Regions from separate parts of the Triticum aestivum genome. Here region 2 is linked to region 1. A link is a contact called in public Hi-C data. All regions are on one chromosome and are shown on one strand. The core of a region is the stretch at or near the end of the contact, and the rest is flanking DNA. Distances in the headings are between cores, read along the strand shown. Region 1 holds the start of LOC123181066 (probable serine/threonine protein phosphatase 2A regulatory subunit B''delta). Region 2 holds the start of LOC123181074 (F-box/kelch-repeat protein At5g42350).

Evidence for each region. Hi-C and Micro-C count contacts between places; a contact is called where the count stands out from the background.
Region 2: a Hi-C map of leaf shows a contact between it and region 1, with 5 times the contacts expected there. The contact joins the promoter of LOC123181074 here to the promoter of LOC123181066 in region 1. A contact is called at or near these places in 2 of 5 Hi-C or Micro-C datasets (both in leaf).

The regions. Positions count from the first base shown.
Region 1 is chr1D:214,628,277-214,633,857 of IWGSC CS RefSeq v2.1, reverse strand. It overlaps LOC123181066 (probable serine/threonine protein phosphatase 2A regulatory subunit B''delta), which reads right to left and starts at 2,251. Exons shown (of 13, transcript XM_044593280.1): 1 at 1,797-2,251. The coding sequence starts at 1,949. LOC123181065 (a long non-coding RNA gene) reads left to right here and starts at 2,842. Exons shown (of 11, transcript XR_006491484.1): 1 at 2,842-3,431; 2 at 3,522-3,584; 3 at 3,681-3,742; 4 at 3,837-4,040; 5 at 4,999-5,234.
Region 2 is chr1D:215,200,605-215,206,185 of IWGSC CS RefSeq v2.1, reverse strand. LOC123181074 (F-box/kelch-repeat protein At5g42350) reads right to left here and starts at 2,398. Exons shown (of 1, transcript XM_044593291.1): 1 at 1,775-2,398. The coding sequence starts at 2,251. The coding sequence ends at 1,910. It overlaps LOC123181072 (exportin-4), which reads right to left. Exons shown (of 32, transcript XM_044593288.1): 28 at 4,501-4,578; 29 at 4,305-4,418; 30 at 3,567-3,763; 31 at 3,375-3,444; 32 at 2,587-3,264. The coding sequence ends at 3,076. It also overlaps the pseudogene LOC123181073.

The DNA.
Region 1 (5,581 bases), core at 1,002-3,501:
TCACGACAGCTTAGGGAGCAAGGAACGCCGCGTCGGTGACACTAGACAATATCTTAGCTTAGCCTAATCATCGCATATAGAACATATATAACAAGGCAAAAATGGAGAATACATATCCCCCTAGCCACTTGGTCCAAAACATCGCCTGAAGACAACAGAACATCAAAGCATCCACTCCCTACTCCCATGCTCAATTACCAACAGGCAGACACCTTCTCTAGCAGAAGCATTGGGCACCAAAGCAGCAAGGCAGAGGGCATCCAGCTAACAAGTGAGATGCACAACAAGCAGCAGAGAAAATCAGCAAGATGAAAGAGCTAAGAAAGCCCAATGTGACAGGTGTGTTCGCAAAGCGATAGCGCTGAGCAGGGAGGTGACGATGCACGGTGGTTGCGAACTACAAAAGGCCGACAGCAAGGGGAAGTGGAGTCCCTCTGTCTCCTGGACTGCTGCCAGTCGAGGCAAGCAGTCATGTCATCTGCTGACCTATTTGATAACATCATGTCTCCCACAGAAAAAGGTAACATGCCATTGACTACTATGCTATGTCCACCCCATAACACTACGTAACATCCAATACAACATTCAACATAACAAAGCAGACAAAACAACGAAATGTTAGCATCATTTGGGAGAGCAAGACACACTAATGGTAAAGCCTTGAGACCGTGATAACACTACAGGTAACACCATATATGATATTGTCAACAAAAGCTATATAGTCTATGTTGCATTTTATCTACTGTTCTGCACAGGTATGCATCAAATTAGCAGCCAAAAAGAGCTCAACAAAATATGCACACGGAGCAACAATTCGACCTTCTCACATGAAGCCATTGACTATCACCTATCACCAGAGCAATACTCAAACAGATTGCAACCAGGAAATAGCAACTTCAAATTCCATGAGTGCACTAAGGAGAAAAGTTAGCACGTTTTACTATCAAGAACACTGATGCATACCTGTATCATTGCATATAAATCTCAAAAGTCCAAGTAAATGACAGAACAGACCCTCCATCAAAAATTTACATAGTAATTGCTTGGCAAAAGGAATACCATCATCCAAACAAAACAATCTAAAGTAACCCAAAGAGACAAAAGCAGACAATTCAAGCCAGATCTCTAGCACAGTGTACCACTGCAAAAATGTCCTCAGAAGAGTGAACTATCATTTTAAGTAAGCATGGGCTCAAAGTATAACACAAATTGCTGTAGCATAAAACAAATCTTTGATAGCACTAGATCTCGGTACAGCATCAGAGTCCACATCTCCTGAAATCCATCATTCCTCTAATCACATGCAACATTGACTATCATACCAACATTTCTTTATCTTTAATATAATGATAAAGCTGATGCATACGGTGAGGGCTCATCTCAAAAACCACAAGTAAGCACATCGGTTCAAGAAACCAAATTAGTACAGATGGTACATATTCATTCACGGCAACTGAGGAGCAGAAAGTAAGCACCCGAAGAAACAGGCCAAGTACATATTTCCGCAAAAATTACTACAATCACAATCTCCCGCAGGACCTTAGCCTTTGATGTACCAGACCCCGTCGCTTTGTATCCTCGGCTTAAGCTAGCAATCCTGATACGAACATAACAATCTAAACTCATAGAGAGGCACTGCAGCACAAGGCGCCACCAAGGCAGAGCGTTCTAACAACATTTTTCCAAGAGTTCCAACAGGAGATCACGCTAGCCACGCAAAATAACGGACGAACCGCGCCAATATATGAGCAAATCCAAAGGAGCACGCGAGGGCAAGAGGACGGGTGAGAGGTTACCAGCTTGGACGACTCAGGCAGCACGAGCCACTGCAAGTAGAGTGCCTCGGCTATGCTTGAGTTCTCCCGGAGCGCGCCCGGCGCGAGCTCTGGCAGCTGCAGCAGCTCCGGGTCAAGCGCCGACGCATCCCTCCTCGCCGCTTCCACCTCCATGCCGTCAAGACCCTGGTGCCCTTCTCATGCACCAAGCAAGGCCCCAAACCCTAGATCTGTCCCCCGCGAGCGCGTCCAGAGGCTGGAGGACGCGGTGGTGTGGCGTGAGGTGAGTGGCGAATCGGAACTCGGCGGGGTCGGCGGCGGACGACTAAGGAGGATCAGGGGTCGCCGGCGTCGAGATCTGAGGCGAGAGCCGGGGACGGGTGGAGGCGAAACCCTAGGCCGGGACAAGCGAGCGACAACAGGTGGAGGAGATGGGGGGAGGGGGTTCCGGGGGGAGGGGAGAGCGGAAGATGGTGGTGCTAGGCTGCTGGCTAATGGTGGGCGTCGATATAACAGCGGAGGGCAAAATGAAATCGTCTTTCCGATGGCACTTTCGCTCCGTGTGGCTGAATGGAGCTGATGTGGCTCAGAATGCAGCCAAACCCGTGCGTGGAAGCGGTTTTGTGTTTTTCGGTTCTATTTTCTTTCCTGTAATTGAACATATAAAGCCTCCTAGAGTACCCGCTAAACCAGCGCCATCGCGGTTTTAAACCGATCCTGCTCGCACGATATGCATCGGTGTCCATTGTCGATGTACCTTCCATCGCTGTGGTGAAAATCTGGGCGTTCGTTTTTGCGTACGCTGCGTAATCAGGCCAGAGTTGATGACAGATAGGCCAGCCTTGCCCGCGGGCCAGCCTCGCAGCCACACGGTGTGTGTGCCTGTGTTCCGATAAAAAAAAGCAGCGGCGATAGAACGTGGGTTGGCAGGAGCGATCGCGGGTTCGCAGTGCATTTTTTACCGTTCTTCTTGCACCCAGCGGCAGCCCTTCCGCTTCAGCCGCGCCGGGCCCATCTGTCGGTCTCGTGGGTGGGCGTCGCTTTTTGTCCTGCTTGCTCCTCTTTCCCCCCAATTCGCTGCCTCCTCTTTCCCCGGTCTCCCCCAATCCCCGCCTCCTCTCCTCCTCCTCAATCTGTTGCCTCTCCCCCAAGCTGCCGCCTCTCCCCTAGGCCGCCGCCCTCTCTCCTTCTCCCCCGTCTTCGGCCCCGCCCTCGCCAACTCCCGACGCTTTGTCGAGTGGAGAACCAGGAAGGAGGAGGGACGTGAAGTGGAGAAGAGGGGGTGCGATGGAGAAGGAGCCAAGCCCGCAGGAGAGCACGGAGCGCCGGCGCGCCCTGCCAGTCGCGGCTGCTCGTGGAGCTCCGGCATGTGCTGCACCATGGAGGCGCTCGTGGAGGTGCTCTCACCTTCGGAACCACCTCGATCCGTGTCTGGAACCATCCTGCTCGTCTCCAACTTTTCCAGCTCACCGATGAGGACCTCGTCTCGGCCTCCTACCAGCCCCATCCGTTGGAGCACAACGCTGCCTTCTGCCTCCCCATGCGAGATCCTTGTTCTGATTCCTTCCTCTCTTGATTAATTTCATTCTATTTCATTTCTAGGGTTTGATGTCGAGGAGGTTCCTACACCAATGGTGACAGCGGGCTCTGCTACAGGTATGCTTATCCTCTCCGCCACTCTTTTCCATCTCTCTCCTAATGATTCATTTTTTTGTGCTCATGGAGTGCTTGATGAATTGCTTGCAGGAAGCAGGGTCTAATGATGTACAATTTGCAGCTGCTGGTTTAATTGTTCAAATGGGAGCTTCCGTAGGGGCGTGTCCTCAATTCCATTACCTTTCTAGATTATTGTTTCGTGGTTGATGCAATACTCAGTTTGGTGGTTTCCTTTTGTTTTTGCTGCAGAGAGTGGAAGTTTTAGAATGGTGCGGACAGGTTGAGAGCAATAGATGTTTTTTAAGACCTAGGTGAGCACTCCAGGTTCTGTGAATTTTTCCTTCACATTACTGCAGTATTTTCATACTTCAAGGAAATATAAATGATATGGTTTCTCTCTCCCAGATTGTTACTACCGAGAATGGAATTCAAGAAGAGATACTTTTGGTCTTATCTTATTACCTCTCGTATCTGATAGATAACACAAAGTTATCAGTTTAGTTGGAAAAAGAAAAAGTCCAGATCAATTGTGAGGATATGATCATTGGCATACTTACCCCGGATGATGCCTCATTTCTTCAGAATTTGAGGCTGTTCTTGATATGCCAGGTAGGTCCGGCTATCGAGTCAATAATTATATTTTGTAGTGTGTGATGATACATTAATAATCACACTTGAATGTGTTACCTAAACCTGTCTTGCTTTTGTATTTCATCCTTCTTTGAACCGTCCAATGACTTGTGCACTACAGATGATAAGTGTGAGGTGTACAGAAACCTGCACCTTGTATTCCTATCTTGCTTTTGTATTATATCCCCCTTTGAACCATCCGACGACTTGTGCACTACAAATGAGAAGTGTGAGGTGTACAGAGACCTGCACTTCATATTTCTTACATTCCTGTTTTATTTAATGTTTGAGCCTCTTTATATTGCTTACATCTGTGATTTATCTAATCTCTGAGCAAGTGTGACTGTGTATAATTGAGTTAATAAGCCCAGTTGTTTGAAGAAGCAATTTGCATTCCAGATTTTAGGATTGTACTAATTCTTCTATCCATTTTGATTTGCCCCTGCCATTGTAGAAGTATGAGTGGGTTGACTTTTCTTGATGTGTATTTTATACAACGAGCAACTACCTTGCGCCGTCTTCCAGCCGCCAACAATCCCATGACCCTGCATCAAGTCAGAAAAATATTCAATAATTATTTCTTATGCAGGGTCATTGGATTGTTGGCTTCAGACATACTGTACTATTGGGCTTCAAGCATACTTCAGTTCTAAACTTATTCCGTTTTCCCTTCATTTTCTAAGAATGTACTGTTGGGCATTAAGTAGGAGTAGGTACTTATACTAAGGAGCAGATATGGACATGTTAATTTCACTTATTTTTGGAACGAAGATCTCACTTCATTTATATTAGTCCTTGACGTCTGTGTTCTTTATTGTGCAAAATTGTTCCTTTATGGGTAGATGAAAGTGCAGATTCCACCAAAGGAAGATTTAGTAGGCTTTCTGTTACATGTTGCTAAAAGTAAATGAATCGCATTCTTTCTGTTTTGGTTCAGGACAATTTGATTTTTGGAGGACAAAGGTTAGACAAGGATGAGAATGGGATACCAGATTACAGCGATGGAGGCTCGGACATGGATCTGCTCATGCTCTCAGCAGGAATATTGGATGTTCTCGAAGCTTTGCCATACACACGTGCTACTTTTGGCACTTGCGTGGGCTCCAGTTTGTGTCAATGCAATTTGCATCTGTCAGCGGATTATGGCGATCAGGCTTGGTTATTGGCCTACAGGTATGTTTGTGTATGGATGTCACAAAATTGTTATGCAGAAAATAAGTGTGTAGTACATTTCATAGATACAAGTGATCTTGTTCAGTTTAGTCAGAGCACATGCAAACAAGTAGTTCCCTAGGGTGGAGGCCTTCCACTTGCTTTTGCTAGCTGTATGAAATAGACTGAACCTGAACCTAACTACGATTGGATGTCTAAGCTGAATTGTTGCATCCGTAGACATGGAATTATGGATCAATTTTAGCTCTTAAGAACTACGTACTTATGGTCCTATGTAATCCCAATTTATTCAGGCAAGCATCCCAAAAGTTCACTAATGAACAAAGCAACATCACACAGAATCTAAG
Region 2 (5,581 bases), core at 1,149-3,648, 570 kb before region 1:
AATATGTCTATATACATCCGTATGTGGTAGTTCATTTGAAATATCTAAAAAAATATTTAGGAACGGAAGGAGTAATTGTTATTCTGTGTTAAAAAAATTCTTATTCTAGTACTAGTAGTATAGATTAGTAGTAGTAGTGGGTCTTTTTTAGATGATTAACGTTGGGGACTTGAGGGGAGATCTCTGTCGGCGCCGACCCAATGGGATGGAGGCGAAGGGATATACCATTATTATTTTCTCTCTTCCTTCGCTGTCCTGCTGCTGGTGCTGCAGTGCTGATGCGCGTATGGCCAATCAATCAGCTTTGTCACGTGAGTCTTTCCTTTTGTTTTCCTTTCGTTTCCGTTTGTTTTTTCCTATGGACTTTGCTCCTCGAGATGCTGCACTTTCATTCTTTGCCAAGAAGTTGTAGGGCAAGACCTTTAGTGCAACGAGCCGGAGGAAACCCAAACTGGCCACGGCCGAGCCATAGGGGATACTCACGTTCTAAAACTAAACGCGGCAGCCGACTACGACAATGTACCGCCTCCGGGCCAAATGCCTGATTGGTTTTCCATATCACGTGCATCCCACATTCCCACTCTACGCACAGAATTTTCGACCAGAGATCTACCCATCCATCCATCTACGCCACGCGCCGACACGGGCATGCAGCCACCGACACGCAACAGCTTGCTCGACGGAAGTCCATGGGATCCACACAGCAAATGGTCACCAAAATCCACAAATGCCAGCGCCACCACCCACCGGCGCAGCCACACACGGGACCTCATGTCCAAGGGAGTTATGGCGCGCCCATAAAGACCCACCCAAATTTGGTGCGTGAAGGTTGAAGATCTTTGAGGTAATAGCATCGCAGGTCCTTGAACTTGTCTTGCATGTGATACTTTGGTCCTAAAACCTGCAAAAGCAAACTATCTAGTCCTCGAACTTGTCCTAAAGGTGCAAATTTGGTCCTGGACGTATCAGATGCAGCCATGTGGAGCCAGCTCGGCCGAGCCGGTCAGCGCCGTGCATTTTGCATTTTGCCCCCTGCCTTCTGTTGATTTCAACCCGCAGTATACCTCGTGGCTGTCAAAGGATATCACCTGAAGCGTCAGGTCAGGCTCCTCGTCGGCTTGCCGCTGCTGCCCAAGCCCCAGGTTGTGGCCGGAGTGGAGGAGAGGGAGCACGCCGGTGGTGGCCTAAAGCTGTCGGGGCACCCGAAGCTGACCTCCTCGTCGCCACCCATGAGGAACGGCATCGGGCCCAGCAACGCCCGCGGCGCAGCAAGGGAGGCGGCTTCCTTGCTGCCGCTCCGCCTGCGCCGCCGCAGGGTGCACCAGCGCGTGCGCCTTGATGCCGATGGGATACAGCACGAGCGAGCCATAGAGCTGGAGGGAGGCCACATCGGCGTAGCCGTAGGGGTAGGCCTCGAGCTGGTGCACCGCACGCCGGCCAGCGTGCGCTCCCGCCGGTGCGCGTTCTGGTGCCCGCCCAGCGCCTGCGAGCTGAAGAACTTCCCCTGGCAGTAGTTGCACGTGAACACCCGCCGCCGGTCCTGTCGGTGGTGCTCGATTTTGCGGTTGTGGTGTCGGCGGCGGTGACGGTGAGCGACAGGTCGAGGGCGAGCTTGGGGCGGGAGGAGGTGTTGGATGCCTCGTTGTTAGACGCCGCCTGGCCGCTGATGTCGGACAGTTGATCCTCACGCACCTCTTGGACGCTGCTGCTCTTCGTCTCTGAAGTCTGAACAATCTCTCTCTCTCTCTTCAAATCATATTGAACAAACTCAGCATGAACAATCACAGCAGGCATGCAATGCAATGGAATGGAATGGCTTTACCGAGCTGCACATCAATCAGCAGCTCATGGCAACAAACAAATCATCAGTGTAAGTGGAAAAGAAAAACAGAGTACACATCAGCGATCTTCAGAGAAGCAGCACGGCCAAGGATTTCAGCCGGCAGGACATGGCGTCGGCCATGGCGGCCACGTTCTCCCGGGCGATGCAGCTCCAGCTCTGCCCGCTGCCCGAGACCCGGCAAGCCGTCGCGAAGTCAAGGATCTTGCCGAAGATTCTGAACATCTCTACAAGTTGATCCTGTCCTGGCCGGTGGCGAACACTGTTGGAATCCATGGGTGCGTCCGGGTGCGCGGACGCCTCGGTCCACTGGAGCAGCGGTGTCAAGCCGAGGTTCATCTCGAACACCTTCCGCACCACCTTGTCCCTTCTATTCGCCGGGTCACACCACGAGACGCAGAGCATGAACATGGATGCGCAGCAGACCAGCGCCGGCGTGTAGTCTCGGAGCCGTGGCGGCGGCCGGGACGTCTGGACGACGGACCATGAGTCGGCGTCGAGATGGTAGGCGTGTCGGACTCGCAGTAGACGTAGGACCTGCCGTGCTATTACCTCAAGATCTTTTAGCCACAACACTGCTGGTCATTTCGCTCGTGAGTTCCTGGCCAGAAGAAAAAGAAAAAAAAAACTCAGGAATCCTAGGGCTCAGACGCTCAAAGTGAGCCCCAGCTGGTTACAGCGACACGCCGACACCATCTGCTTGTTCAGTTGCTCTGGAAGAAGACATTTTACACGAAACATCTTGGTTCACACAGGAGTCCGGTAAAAATCAAACATTGCAAAAGCAGGCCCCAGCGTTCAGCGTTTCTCGACCAACACAAATCATGCACCACACGGTGCCGAATCGCTTCTTCTAAGCCGTATCTCCATACATGTGGGAGAAAAGAACTGTTCCATTTGAGCAGTCGCAACAAAATGACCACCTTCTCCGTTTAAAAAAATGCCCGCCTTTTCTGTATGATTACATCGAGTCCCAACTAAATCTACACGACGATCTCATGTCCGGGCGTCCAATTCTCCACCGCCAAATGCAGCCAGACACAGATCCTGGAACGCGTCGACATGTTCCTGTCATTTCTGTTTCAACTATCCCTTCAACACATAACGGCGAATGTGTTTTCAACCTCTAACGCCAGAATTCCTGCTCATGGCTCCGCCACACATGAACTCTCCCACAACGGCGAAAAATCTTCTGGGGATCGACCAGACATCAATGCTTTCATGTCACTTTGCATCTACTTTATCTGCATGAAGCCCGAGACCTCACCTAAGAAAACACGGAGATTTTTCCGGAATTTCTGCCTGTTTGGCCGGTCAAGGGTGCTTGAGAGATTATTTGAACTTGTCAGGTTATGGAAAGCAAGTGCCAGCCTTGATTTTACAGTCGGATTCTGCTCTTTCTCAAGCAACTCATGGACCAGTCTCTGCAGAGGGAGACGTGATGAGAACACATAGCAAAATAACAAAAATTAAGCCTTAGTATTGTACTTGATCTGATAACTGTTAACCTATTAGAGAAGTGGTGAGAAAGGACCTGATATAACTCCTGTTCACAAAAAAGTAAAGGAAGCAAAGCATCTGCAGCAGAACCTGCTAGTTCCATTCTGCAACAGTCACATAGATCAGATACGTACAACAACAAATAAGGTAAGTGGAACAATATGAAGAAAAAAAATGAAGTTACAGGATCCTAAATCTATACTGAATGTAGACGTGGGGAGCTCACCTAAAATCTTCAAACAGAAGTAGTTGCAGGAGAAGCCTCAAGAAGTGACTTGATATGCTTTCCTGAAGTTTCCCATTCGATCCTTCAGATTCCATAACCTGCGAGCCAAGCCCTCCTCTGCCTCCAAGTCTTTCTTTGAAATGGTACGAGGCAAGGGCATTTACTGCTGTGAGGCACCTCTCAACAACATCGCCATCCTGCAACATGGAAAACACAAACCTAGCTATATCAGCTGAAGAATATAGACTGTATTTCAACATACAGAATGCACGGCAATGGCAATTGTTTCACATATTATATAGATCAAACAATATTTGTAGACATCACAAGTGGCACGCAAAAATACATCTGATTATTCATTGTAATTTGCCAGTTATATCGCATTTCAGAAAACAGAAGTTCTGTCCAGTCATCTTATAGCATACACCACATTTTCCATGATTTCAATACACTGAAGGCTTGCTCTGATCACCTTATATCAGTGCAAGAATGATTGCACATTTAGGTGCTCACAGTAGCAAATCAGAAAGATATAGAAAGTTGAGCATAGGTTCATAGAGAATCCAGATGCAAGCGTCATTGGTAGCAGAGGGTATGTAGGCACGCCATATAACCAAGCAAGGTCCAGTTGCTACCAACTCAGTAGGCAGTAGCTCACTGCAGTGAGTACTGCTGCTATTTGAAAATTTAAGCAAAAGTAGGACAAGCAGTAAATGCAGTTCGTGAAGATCCTCTTGCCTGATTACGCAGGCCAAATTCAAGACTACCAGTAATTCTTCCAAAAGCATCCCTGTTTAAGTGAGCAACCTTCTCAGGGTACACTTCCAACAAGTGCGACATAAGTACAAAATACTGCAAAGAAACCAAATTACTTAGTATCATTTGATTGCCATTATATTATACTAGAAGAAAAATGGAAAGAAAAAAAACTTACATCACGACTTAGTTTAGGGTACTTGAGAAGATCCAAAGATATCAAGGGAGTCACAATATCAAGACCAACATAGATGACCTGAAAAAGTAACATTTGAGTTATTTTCAAACTAAGTAAGTGTTATGGTCGGCATATACTACAGCCCAGGCAGTTAGGGGCCTGGCCCAGTTATCTTATCGTTATTAGGGGCTTAACCCAGTTATCGTATTTGGAGATTATATAAACTCATGTAAGGACTCGTTTGAAGTCAAGCAGAAGCAATCATATTTGCTCGGCTTCCTGAAGGGAGCCGGGAGACCTAACCCTAGCCGCCGCCTCCTGCGCCCTCTCTCTCTCGCGCGACGGCGCCCCAGCACCGGCAACCTCGCCTTCCTCCACGCCAAGCCCCCTTCCACCCCTACAACCTACGAACTAGACCCGGTAGGAACCCAGCTCCTACCACTCTGGTATCAGGTGTCTCAGGCTCGATCATGTCCGCGCCACTGCCCACCCCCTCCCTTCCGCTGCCGATCGCCTCTTCGTCGCCGATGACCACCCGCGCCCGCCCCCGCCGTGCTCACCCTGGAGGAGATGACGTCAGCGCTCCGGGACCTGACTCAGGCGGTCCAGGGCATCTGCACCTTCCTCGCGGGCCACTATGGGCTGCAGCCGCCCGCCCCCGTCACCACCATCACGGGGCCGCAGCAGCTCCCGTGGCAGCCGCCACCACCGGCGACCTCCGTCGCATCCATCATGCCGCTGCCGCAGCAACAGCAGCCGCCGCCACCGGCGATCTCGGGGCCGGGCCTTCCGTCGACGGCGCCCGGGGTGCCCATACACCAGGTCCGTTTTCCCCCGTGGCCATCTCCGCTACCGGCCTGGCTCGCCGGGTCCATCGAGCATGTCTACACGATGGCCTCAGGACAGCCGCACGTACTGTCACCGCCGGCGGCCGCCCCCAACCATGCAGTTCGGCAGGTCCTCGGGTGCCGCGGGTCCCTACGATGGTGTGGACGGGCCCCTTTTCCATGGTGGTACTCTGCAGCCCGCACACTCGGCGCCGTCGCCCTCGCGGTTCCGCGCGGATGACACATACCCGCCC